2 separate regions of the Gossypium hirsutum genome follow, and region 2 is linked to region 1. A link is a contact called in public Hi-C data. All regions are on one chromosome and are shown on one strand. The core of a region is the stretch at or near the end of the contact, and the rest is flanking DNA. Distances in the headings are between cores, read along the strand shown. Region 1 holds the start of LOC107927611. Region 2 holds the start of LOC107927604 (peptidyl-prolyl cis-trans isomerase FKBP62).

What was found. Hi-C and Micro-C count contacts between places; a contact is called where the count stands out from the background.
Region 2: a Hi-C map of hypocotyl shows a contact between it and region 1, with 1.8 times the contacts expected there. The contact joins the promoter of LOC107927604 here to the promoter of LOC107927611 in region 1. A contact is called at or near these places in 2 of 34 Hi-C or Micro-C datasets (hypocotyl and leaf).

Annotation. Positions count from the first base shown.
Region 1 is chrA10:73,436,698-73,441,849 of Gossypium_hirsutum_v2.1, forward strand. LOC107927611 reads left to right here and starts at 1,512. Exons shown (of 5, transcript XM_016858725.2): 1 at 1,512-1,777; 2 at 1,982-2,185; 3 at 2,438-2,572; 4 at 3,004-4,701; 5 at 5,008-5,152. The coding sequence starts at 1,750.
Region 2 is chrA10:73,620,734-73,626,493 of Gossypium_hirsutum_v2.1, forward strand. It overlaps LOC107927604 (peptidyl-prolyl cis-trans isomerase FKBP62), which reads left to right and starts at 3,957. Exons shown (of 13, transcript XM_041079333.1): 1 at 3,957-4,408; 2 at 4,534-4,620; 3 at 5,600-5,760. The coding sequence starts at 4,216.

The DNA.
Region 1 (5,152 bases), core at 262-2,761:
TTATTACCGATAATAATTAATTATTTAATATAATACCTATTTAAATTATAGTAATCATAATAATGTTTATTAAAGCATTTGATAGAGTAGTAGGTAAAAAAAATTATAGATTGTTAATAAGGTTATACAATGAGCAATACAGCCTAATTGTCTTCAATTAATGTTCTGTGTAACAATTAATATTTATCACCAAATCAAGGTTAGCATCAATGCTTTCTTTAAAGGGAGAAACATTTCTTCAACTAAATACTTTGAATTATTACAGAAATGATTAGGCATTATCCTTTATAAGCAACCTCTTATAATTCTTATAAATGGAGTAGTTAGCAGCAGTCCATTAGGCCCCTTCATTTCTTGAATTTAACTCCCATCACTACTTATTTGTTCTTTTTTATCCAATATTCAACAAATTTATTATAAATTATACCAATAAAAACCCAACATGTTATGCTATTATCAAATCTCAAATAGAGTTTGTTATCAACTAAAACTGACTTCACACCAATTCATTTGTATAAAAACATGAAACTCAAATTATAATAATAAAATAAATTAAAATTATTTCTTTTTAAAAAAAGCTCACTTTACAATTTTTTTCTAATTTTTTCTTTTAAAATATATATTTTTAAGTTATGATAAAATTTAATTTTATATAAATAAATTAAATTTAATTCGTGATTTAACTCCTAAATTAATTAATTTTCTCATTTTAGTATTCAATTTTTTTTGTGTACTTGAATACTTAAATTATTATTTTGTCTCATTTTATCATTGAAAAGCTCAATGCTAATTAATAAGAATGTGACATGTGGTGGTAGATGATATCACCTACTTTGATAGTCTAAGTATTAAAATAGATAAAAAAAATTAAAAGGATAAATAAAAATTATAAATGAATTTTGATTCAATGTGCAATTTAGATATATAAAATTTTAATTTTGGTTTAAATACGTTCATAAAAATTTGATTTTTATTCAATTCTATACATTTAAAGAAATGATTTTATCAATTTATTTTTATATTTGATAAGTATAATTATTTATATATGTAATATATAAATATAAAATGGTGTTATACAAAAGGTGATGTTAGTAGTTTGTGAAAATTAAATCAAATCAAAATATCTTGTATAAAATTACACAAAATTATTAAACATTTATGTACAATATCATATATTAACTAAAATTTATGTATAATTTTAAAATTTATGTTGAATTAAAAAATGAGATAATTTGAAGGTTAAATAGTAAATAAAAGCCAATAAATTGTTAACATAATAAAATAATTTAATAAAGAGGACACAAGGACGAATAGTGGGATTGAAGCAAGTCAGAAAGAAAGTGGACGTTGATAAGCAGCGGCACATGGGATACAGGATAAAGCCTTTATCATCATCATACAGAGAGTTTAAGACTCCATCATTGTTTCATACACTTACACATATACACATATACACATATACACATATACATACACTCACTGTCTGTTAAGACTTGATTTTAAGACCCACCATGCAAACTAACACATGCATTTATAAAAGAAGAATAACCTTTTCTTTTCCTGATTTCCCTTTAGCCCCTTTTCGCCTTTATATTTCTTACCATATACTCACTTCAATTAAGTCAATCTTCCCTTTGGTGTTTTCAACCTTCTTTATTGGAAAAAGCCCAAACCCCATTGTTTTAGTTTAATTCTCTTCATCTTCTTCTTCGTGTAACAAGTCTAAATTTTGCTTCTTTTTCTTAATCCATGGATCATGGGAGACATCATTCCTCAGGTTTTTTTTTTCATGGCTTTATAATCATTTATTTTGGTGGTGGTCGAAGTTGTTTGATTTTTCCATTGTTTTTTTCCCCTTGTTTATAAAGTAACCATTTTTCTGTTCATTTCGTTCTGGTTAAGTTAATTTTTTTTTTCACATTATGGGGAAAAAAGTTTTGTAATTTTGAAATTTGTTAATGGGGTTTCTTTGATTTTGCAGGGCATGAGAGCCATGGAGTTCATTTGTGTCACAAATGTGGGTGGCCATTTCCAAACCCACATCCTAGTGCAAAACACAGGCGTGCCCACAAGAAGATTTGTGGTACCATTGAAGGTTTCAAGCTGGTTCCCTCGGCAGAACAAATAACACGTACAAATGGTTCTGATGACGAACCAGTTCCATATGATGATCACAAAAACCCAAGTAACTTAATCCTACTTTATTCTCGGAATTTGTGTTGAAATTCCACTGTTTTCATAATTATAGTCTCTTTCTATGCGTGGGGGTGTTTTGATCTATATAACAGTCCATGTTGGGGTAATTTGTTGAATTTTAAAAGAGTGTTTGTTGAACTAATTGTATTTACCGTGTTAATTTTGGTGAATTTTAGATACTAAAGTTCCAAAATTTATGTAGATAGGTAGTTTGGTGAATTTTAGTTTGGTGAATTTTCAGATGCTGCAATGGAGTTTCAAGATGGTAGATTTGGTGTTGGAAGGCAGGACAGTTTGGATAATGTTGGCAAACCAGACACGGTTGCCGAAAAGGATCTTCCTGCTACTATTTCTTTAAAACATTTAGAAGATTCTGGTAAGTTTATTTATGAGACTTCACGGGTTATTTTGAATCCAGACATGTCTGTTTGTGTTAGATGCATTTATTAATGGCTTGTCTGAGAAATTTAGCTCATGTCTATAAGAAGTTGCTTGTATATTAATGACACATCTGAATCTGATCTATCTTGATTCCTTTAGTTTCTAGAAAACAGGCTTATCCCTGCATTTAAGTAATGGTTTGTATATGAGATCTATTGGTTGGTATTCGGGGTTGGGGCTAGAGTCTTAAATAAAATCATGTTTGGGGCGGATTTCGTGTATATATACACACACATGGAAGTTGAGAATTAGGTGTTCTCAATCCAGTGAAATTTTGCATGACAGAGCCCTTATAATTTGGTTTGATTGCCGATGTTTAGATTCTTTTTTATTATTTTAATATCTTTGTTTCATTTATATATGCAGAAATTGTGCAACCACCACAGAATTCAGCTGAAAGTAGCCAAAACGAAAATCCTTTTACGAAAAGCATGCTTTTTGTGTCAAATGGCACACTAGAGCACCAAGGTGTTGGCTTGAGCTATAGTAAGGATTCCGAGGATAGAACTGCTTCTGCTAGTGGTGTTGTTCCAATCGAAGCGGAAACACTAAAAGGTGTCCCCGAAGAGAGCAGGGAAGTTGATCCTGGTGCTAGTGCTGCAGAATGCTCTGTTGAGCAGCCAACTAATACAAATGGAAATGAAGAAGGCGAGTTAAATGAAAACCTCTTGGATGGCTTGATTCTTCCAAGTGAACAAGCTGCTGGTGAAGTATCAAGAACAGTGCCTACTTCGGAAAAGACATTAGGTTTAACTTTAGATATTTTTCAGTTGAATGAAGATTCCAGTGATAGGTTGGCTTCCAAGACATCCATGAACGAAACTGGTGAGCAAGAAGAGACTGGTGGTAATGGAAACCCAGGAACGGGTATAGAAAGAAATGTAATAGATATTGTGACATCGAACAGTGAGGGTATAACTTCAGTGACTGAATCGGCTGAAAATATTGTTGAACCATCAGTAGAAGTCCACGACTCTGTTTTACAGGACAAACCTGATAATGCTCTGACAAATCAGCTGTATGAAGACATTGAGATAGATGCTTCGTATATGCGTGTTGCCAAAGACAGCTATGAACTTGGCGGAAACCATGAGGCTACTGTTAAAGAAGTGCTTTTTGAGGGGAAAGCTGGTTTGCTTCAAGACCATAAATGGTCTGATGAACTGTCTCCTGTTGATGCCTATACAACTGAGAATGAGAAGGACCAGGAAGTTGGCTCTCTCCAAGAACAACAGCCTGTGTATGTTGCTGATGATTTAGATCCGACAGGTTTCTCAGGAAGCATGATAAATGATTTACCTGAGGGGAAACCATTGGTTGTGGATGCTGATATTGAGGCTGGAAAGTTAAATAATGTAGTTGGCGAGGATGTTATCTGTATTCCCGATGATAATCTTGGAAGAATTGATGATCAAACTTATGTGAAAACCTCATCATTCGAATCTATGAATAATTCTTCTCCATCTCATACTAATCCAGCATCCAATTTGCTTGAAGTTGACAATTCTGATGATATTGGTGAAAAGAAAACCGAAAAACATGATATCAATGTAGTTGAAAGTGGTGACGGAATAGAGGATTTGATAAAGGCCAACTCTACATCTGAATCCATTAGCACTGGTAATCAATCCCCAGATGTCATAGAGGAAGTGAACGAGACTAAAGGCCCACACTTGGATATGGTTTCAGACAGGGAAGATGAAGAACTCGAACTAAGTATGGATTATAAGATACGAGAGGGTGCTAGTGAAGATCTTATGTCTTTTGCAGTAGACAACAATGGAGGAGGAAATGGGTCTGAGAGAACTTCAATAGACCAATCGAAGAAAGAGTTGATGCATTCTCTTTCATATTCCAACCCTACCAGTCAAAATTCTGGTGCTGTTGATGATAACCATACCAGAGAGTCTGGACTAGATGCATTCGGGACTAGTACGGTAATTTTGCAAGGAGAGGCCGATATTGGTCCTATTAAACCTCAACCTGATACAACTATAGGTGATGTTTCAATTGGATCCAGTAGTCATACTGATAGTTTGGAAGCTCACTGGGGATCTATTTCAGGTACATTAGTATCTATTCATTTACGATGTGGTGAGAACTTTTTTGATGTAAATAAGGAATTTATAGTCCGACTTGGCTAACTGCTAACGAAGTTATATGAAGTTTAGAACCGGTTTTATCTGAAGTAGCCTACTTTAGGTTGGTACAAATTTCGGCTAATTAATGAATTACTGCATTTTCTCTGATTTTGAACTTTGATTGATGAGCTTCTGTAGATCATCATGGATGTAATTCTGACTTCATTGAACAGTGGCTGCATTGTGTTTAAAGAAGTAATTCCATTTATTGTTTTTGTGCATTGAACAGTTCTTTCAACCCAATCGGATGCCTTTTCCAAGGCAGAGAAAACCAAGAAGTCAAAAGCTGTATCTAAGCAACATTTTGATACGTCCGATGAATTTGAGCCACCATCTTTCATGACACTGGTTGAGCCTGGAGGTAGCAACGAAAA
Region 2 (5,760 bases), core at 2,707-5,206, 190 kb after region 1:
TAGGTAGCATTAACGTGGCGGACTTGTTATCAAGCCGTCATTATAGGACATGTGAGGTAATCTATCGTAATTTGATATGTCAAATTAGGCTTCCTAATATGCTTAAAGAGCTTGTTTTTAGGCAATTTATATGTTTTTTTCATGCTTTTACTTAGTTTTAGTTCTTTGCACAAATAAGTGATTAGTGTGTATTTTATGTTATGTTAAGACCCAAGATGACCAATTGCCATCTGGGGCATCTAATGAGGTTGATGGATGATGTAAGGAGCTCATGGTGGCCCAAATAGAGCGAGAACATCACTAAGAATGAGGGTATCACAATATTGAAGCATGAAAGTTGTGATACCCTTGAGAATGTTGAAATAAGGAAGCTTGAGCCACCAACAGTGGTATCGCGATATCGACCATAGGGTATCATGATACCCAAGACTTCCAAGGACCCCCATTTCAATATTGATACTGATATCACAATATAGGACTCTAGGTATCGCGATATCACTGTCGAGGGAAACAAAAAATGACCATAGGGGTAGTCATTGTCCAACATGTCCTCCAACAAAATTAGACGATTAGGGGCAATTTGGTTAATATTTTTGTACATGAACTCTATTAAAATAGGCCAAATTGGTTGAGATAAAGGACACACTACACATTTTTTAGTTTTTAGGATTGTTCTCTTTATCTTTTAGGGTTTAGTTCTCTTTTTCATAGTTTAGGGTTTAATTTCTTGCTCTTTTTCTAGTGTCTTAGTATCTTGTAGTTAGTTAAGTTAGTTACTACTGTAGCTAGGATTTATTTGCTTATTTAGTCCTTCAAATGCTCTTATAGTTATAATCTAATCCATTAATTGAATGCCATTTAACTTTGTTACATTTCCTCTGTTAAAAACCATTTCTTTAGTACTCTTGTTGACTTTTCTTACTATCATTATTGTTCAATCCAAACTTTTGTAAGAAAGCTTGGGTTTTTATTGATTTGCTTAGGGTTTAAGTTAATGTTTTTTTATTTAGTTTTTTTTGCAGTTAATGACTTTTAATACAAGCACGAGTGGCTAAATATTTAGAGGTTGGTTAATAGAAATGTTAGGTAATTAATTTTTGGGTTTTGGGATTAAATTGCAAAACTAGACTAAATCGAATAGGCTTATAAACTTAGGATTGATGCCCCTAAGGGAAAATGAAGATAACTGAGACTAAGAGAAGATCCTATTGGGCATCAATTTGATAAGTCCTGGGTTTTTTGGTGAGGTCAAGAGATAAACTGGACTAATTTGTCGAAATTGGTAAAGTTGAGGTTGATAGGTAAAATGGAGCCAATTTAGGAGTAATAGAAATTTAGATCCCTAATTCAAAATTCAACCAACCACATGGAAATCAACTAACCGCTCTTTGTTATTGTATTTGCTTGTATTTGATAGTTGTGTAGTTTATGTTCTTTACAATTTAGTCTTTTGCTAATTTTAGGTAATTAATTGCTATAATCAAACTCTTGAATGGTTTGTCGTACTATAGTATTTAGTGAGTAGTTAATTAGATTCCTTGATTCACATGTCCTTATTCTAGGAATTTGCTTAATGATTGACTCGTATGGGTTCGATCATTAGAATACTTGAGTGTTCCATTGAACTCTATAAATATTACAGTTGGCCTACTACACTTGCATATAACATTATATTATTGATTGTTGTAGTGTTGATTCTCAATTAGCCTCAGTAGATGCACACAGGGACGAGCTATCAGGGGACAAATGTCCTTGAAGAGACGAGGATGTATGTAATAATACACATTTTTTTATTCCTTCTGATTCGAGGTATGAAGTAGTTGAATCCACATAGGGTTTGGTGACCAAAAGGATCACGTTCTGAACAGAAGGTTAGGTGCTTGGAGGAACAAATGGTAGGTACATTCTAGAGGGCAGGTGATTGGCTTCCTTGAATAGTCGCCTTTCTCCTGATTGGATGATTGAGCCAGGAAGTGAGGCTTTTGGTGACTTCTTAATCTACAGTGGGTGAAGTATATCCTTCAATTGGCTTTTCATGTTGCCACGTATCGAAAGAGAATGGTGGATAGAGTTGACACAACTTTCAACAGAAAATGAAGGGTCATGATGAAGCTCCTAGAATTCTACCATAAATACGCTTTAGGGCTATTTCTAGGGAAATGTGATAATGATTCAAGCATGTCTGAGTTGCATTAGGCTTCGATCTGGTAATAAAACAATGTGTTTTGATGAATAACTCTATATAATCTTCAGCTTTCTTCCTTTAAGACCATTTTGTTTTTGCAATTTTGAAATATTATTTATGCTTTTGTTTTGCAACTGTGCCCCTTTCTCTTTCTAAATTTCGTGCTTGATTTTTGTGGTGATTTTCATTTTGGGAAGGCATCTCTACTTCGATTTATGTCGCGGTATGTTGTTTTCGCCATCATTTTAGCAATTTTTAGTGTCCTTTAGGAAGACATGGCTAAAGGCGATGGAAGATCAAATAGAACTTAACTCAGAAGTGATGGTCGATCTAGAGATGTGCCACCTAGGGAGACAATGAGGGAGCAGATGATTATTATCAAGCAACTTAAAAGGGTAGAAGATGAACCAGTGGCGAGCCTTAACTATCTATGTAGCATAACAAAGTTTGAAAAGCAAAAGATGTTGAAGTGTCGGAGGCTACTTGATAACCATTATCATTTTGACTTTAGCATCCTAGAGGGATCTCATCACTTAAGTAAGGTATTTGGTTCTAATTATACCAACGGAGATTCAACTTCTGTCTCTCATTATTTTTGTTTGAAGTAGGGTTCTGACTCCTTCTCCCTGAATTCATGCAGGACATACTTTATGACTTTAATGTAGCACCTAGGCAATTGATGCATATCTCTTGGTGGCTGATATTTAGATATTTAATTTTTCTTCGTAAAAGAGGTTTTCATCCTTCCACTCTTGTTTTTCTCTATATATATTACCTAAGAGAGATAGATAAAAATAAGCTTCTCGAGTTGCTCAAATTCTATCCATGAGAAACCCACCCGAAGGCAAAGGACATATTTTTTTAGTAAAAAGATTATGATTAGTATTGACTATCATAAATATATACTCGTAGAATTGAAATTTGGTAGAAAGCTTGATTTCCCAATCGAGTGGAAATGACCTTCTGCCACTAGCATGTTCCGACTGTGACTGACAGACATTCAGAATGACACTCAATAGTACAAATTGATGAATTAGAAGGGTATACTAGTGGTCTCGTTTGAGATTACTTTATGGAGTGTGTTTAGGTATTGTCTAGTAAATCCTTAGAAATTTTGGTATAACCTTATAAATTTTGGTAAATCCATAGAAATTTTGGTATGCCAAAATGTTGAGTTAATCGAGTTTGAAGCACCAAGAAAATCTTTAAAAATATTGGTAAATCTTTAAAAGTATTGGTAAATTCTTATAATTTTTTGGTAAGACTTTATAAATTTAGGTAAATCCCTAGAAATACCGGTAAATCCTTAGAAATATTAGTATCCATAAAATGTTAAATTTTTATAAATTTTGGTAAACACATAAAATTTTGGTAAATCCTCACATATTTTTGTATAACCTAAAAAATTTAAATATTTGATTAAATTCTTAATTATTTTAATAAATTATTAGAAATGTTCATAACTTACCATTTTAAAATTTTCTTTTTCTATTAAATGTGAACGGGAGCTTATGGGAAGCTCTTTGTAAAGAATGCACGCTAAAATCTTTGTGGGCAAAATTTTTAAAGCTGGAAAATAATCGAATTGGTCAACTCATTAATTCGTTCATGCAATAGATCAAATAAATTTAAATAATTTAATAAAAAAATTAAAAAGTTATTAAAAATGAATGCACCAATTCAACTAATTTTTTAACAGGTTTGAAACTACTACCCGATTTTCAATCCAAGCTGTATGAGTAGGCAGTCGAATGTGGTTCAGTAACATTGTTTGCGGGATCTATTGAAGCATATTTAAAGAAAATAAAATAAGCTGAATAAGTGTTCGCGTATACTATATCAGACTGTTAGAACTCTCTAGACTCTGTCTCGCTATTTTAAAATTTCCTTTGTCTCAAGACTTATTTTGCATCAATCAAATTAGCAAAACCAACGAAATCCTTCAAGAATTTGACAATTTGCCTTCTCTTAATTCATAAAAAATCTCTCATTTTCATCTCAGCTAGCCAGTAGTCTTGCAAAAAGCCCCCATGGAAGACGACTTCGATTTCCCAACAGCCAACAACGTGGAGGAAGACGAGATGGGCATCTTAGGAGATGACCCAGTCAACTCACTTCTCGAAGCCGGCGAGGAGAAAGAGATTGGGAAAAACGGGTTGAAGAAAAAACTGGTTAAGCAAGGTGAAGGATGGGAGACTCCCTCCAATGGTGATGAAGTTGAAGGTAATGATCTTCTTCTTTTTCTTCTTCTTCATTCCTTGATTTGGTTATTCTTTTGTTTGACTTTCTTTGAGATTTTTTAGTTGTTGGGTTTGTTGATTTTGATTATTGTTTTCCTTCTTTTGAAGTGCATTATACTGGAACTTTGCTTGATGGAACCAAGTTTGATTCCAGCCGCGATAGAGGGACTCCTTTTAAGTTCAAGCTTGGCCTAGGTAAATAATTGTATGTTCAGCTTCATTTTTTTGATGAATTTAGTTAGTTTCTCTGTTAAATCTGGTGTTTTTATAATAATAACAATGTAATGAATTTAATAAGACCGTTGAATTTCATGGTAATCATGAAACATTGAGTTGAATGACATGTGAATCACTTTTTTATTTCTTTGAGAAGGTATAGAAGTGCTTGAAAATTACTAAGAGAATATATTTTAATCACTTCAAGCAGAATTAATCATTACAAATGCGGCAGATTTAATTATGAATAAGTCTAGATAGAGCCCAGAAATGCTTTATATATGGGGTAAGATTCGAACCTTGGCACTCAAGATTCCAGCCTCTACCTTGTTAACACGGCCAAGGTCTCATTGGTGATACGTGGATTACTTAAGTGCTTCTTTTCTAGGAAAAATGCTGGCATTAACTATGCTTTCTAATAAAAATCTGTAGTTAGGTCATAGGTGTGACCTGTTAAGATCCTTCTTGGTGTATGATACCTAAGGTCTGACTTCAAATCATAACCTTGAAAATAAAGCACTGTCTGGTGTGATATTTGTATGTGTTTCATGGAAGCATTGAGAGAACAGGAAGGTTACCTGTCCAAAGAGAAAAGAGAAAAGGGTTACTGACCAGTGTGATATTTGGATGTGTTTCATGGAGGCACTGAGTGAACAGGAAGGTTAGTTGTCCTCAAAGAGAAGAGAAAAGGAAGGTTATAGCTACCAAATTTGATGAAATAATAAGTGAAATGGTATGATACTGAATGTGTGTTCTGGAAGCATTGAGAAAACAGGGAGATTTTTCATCTGAAAAAAGAGAGAGTAAAGGGTGGTATAGCTACCTAATTCAATGAAATAATAAGTGAATTTTTCCAAATTTCAACAGACATTTTTGTCAACTATTATTGTTTCTGGAGTATCTGTCTGTAACAGCATGAACTGGGATTTGCTCACTTGTTTCTCTCCTTAAACTTCAGGACAAGTAATCAAGGGCTGGGATGAGGGTATCAAAACAATGAAGAAGGGTGAAAATGCCATTTTCACCATACCTCCTGAGTTGGCATATGGTGAATCTGGATCACCTCCAACTATTCCTCCTAATGCAACACTTCAATTTGATGTGGAGTTGCTTTCTTGG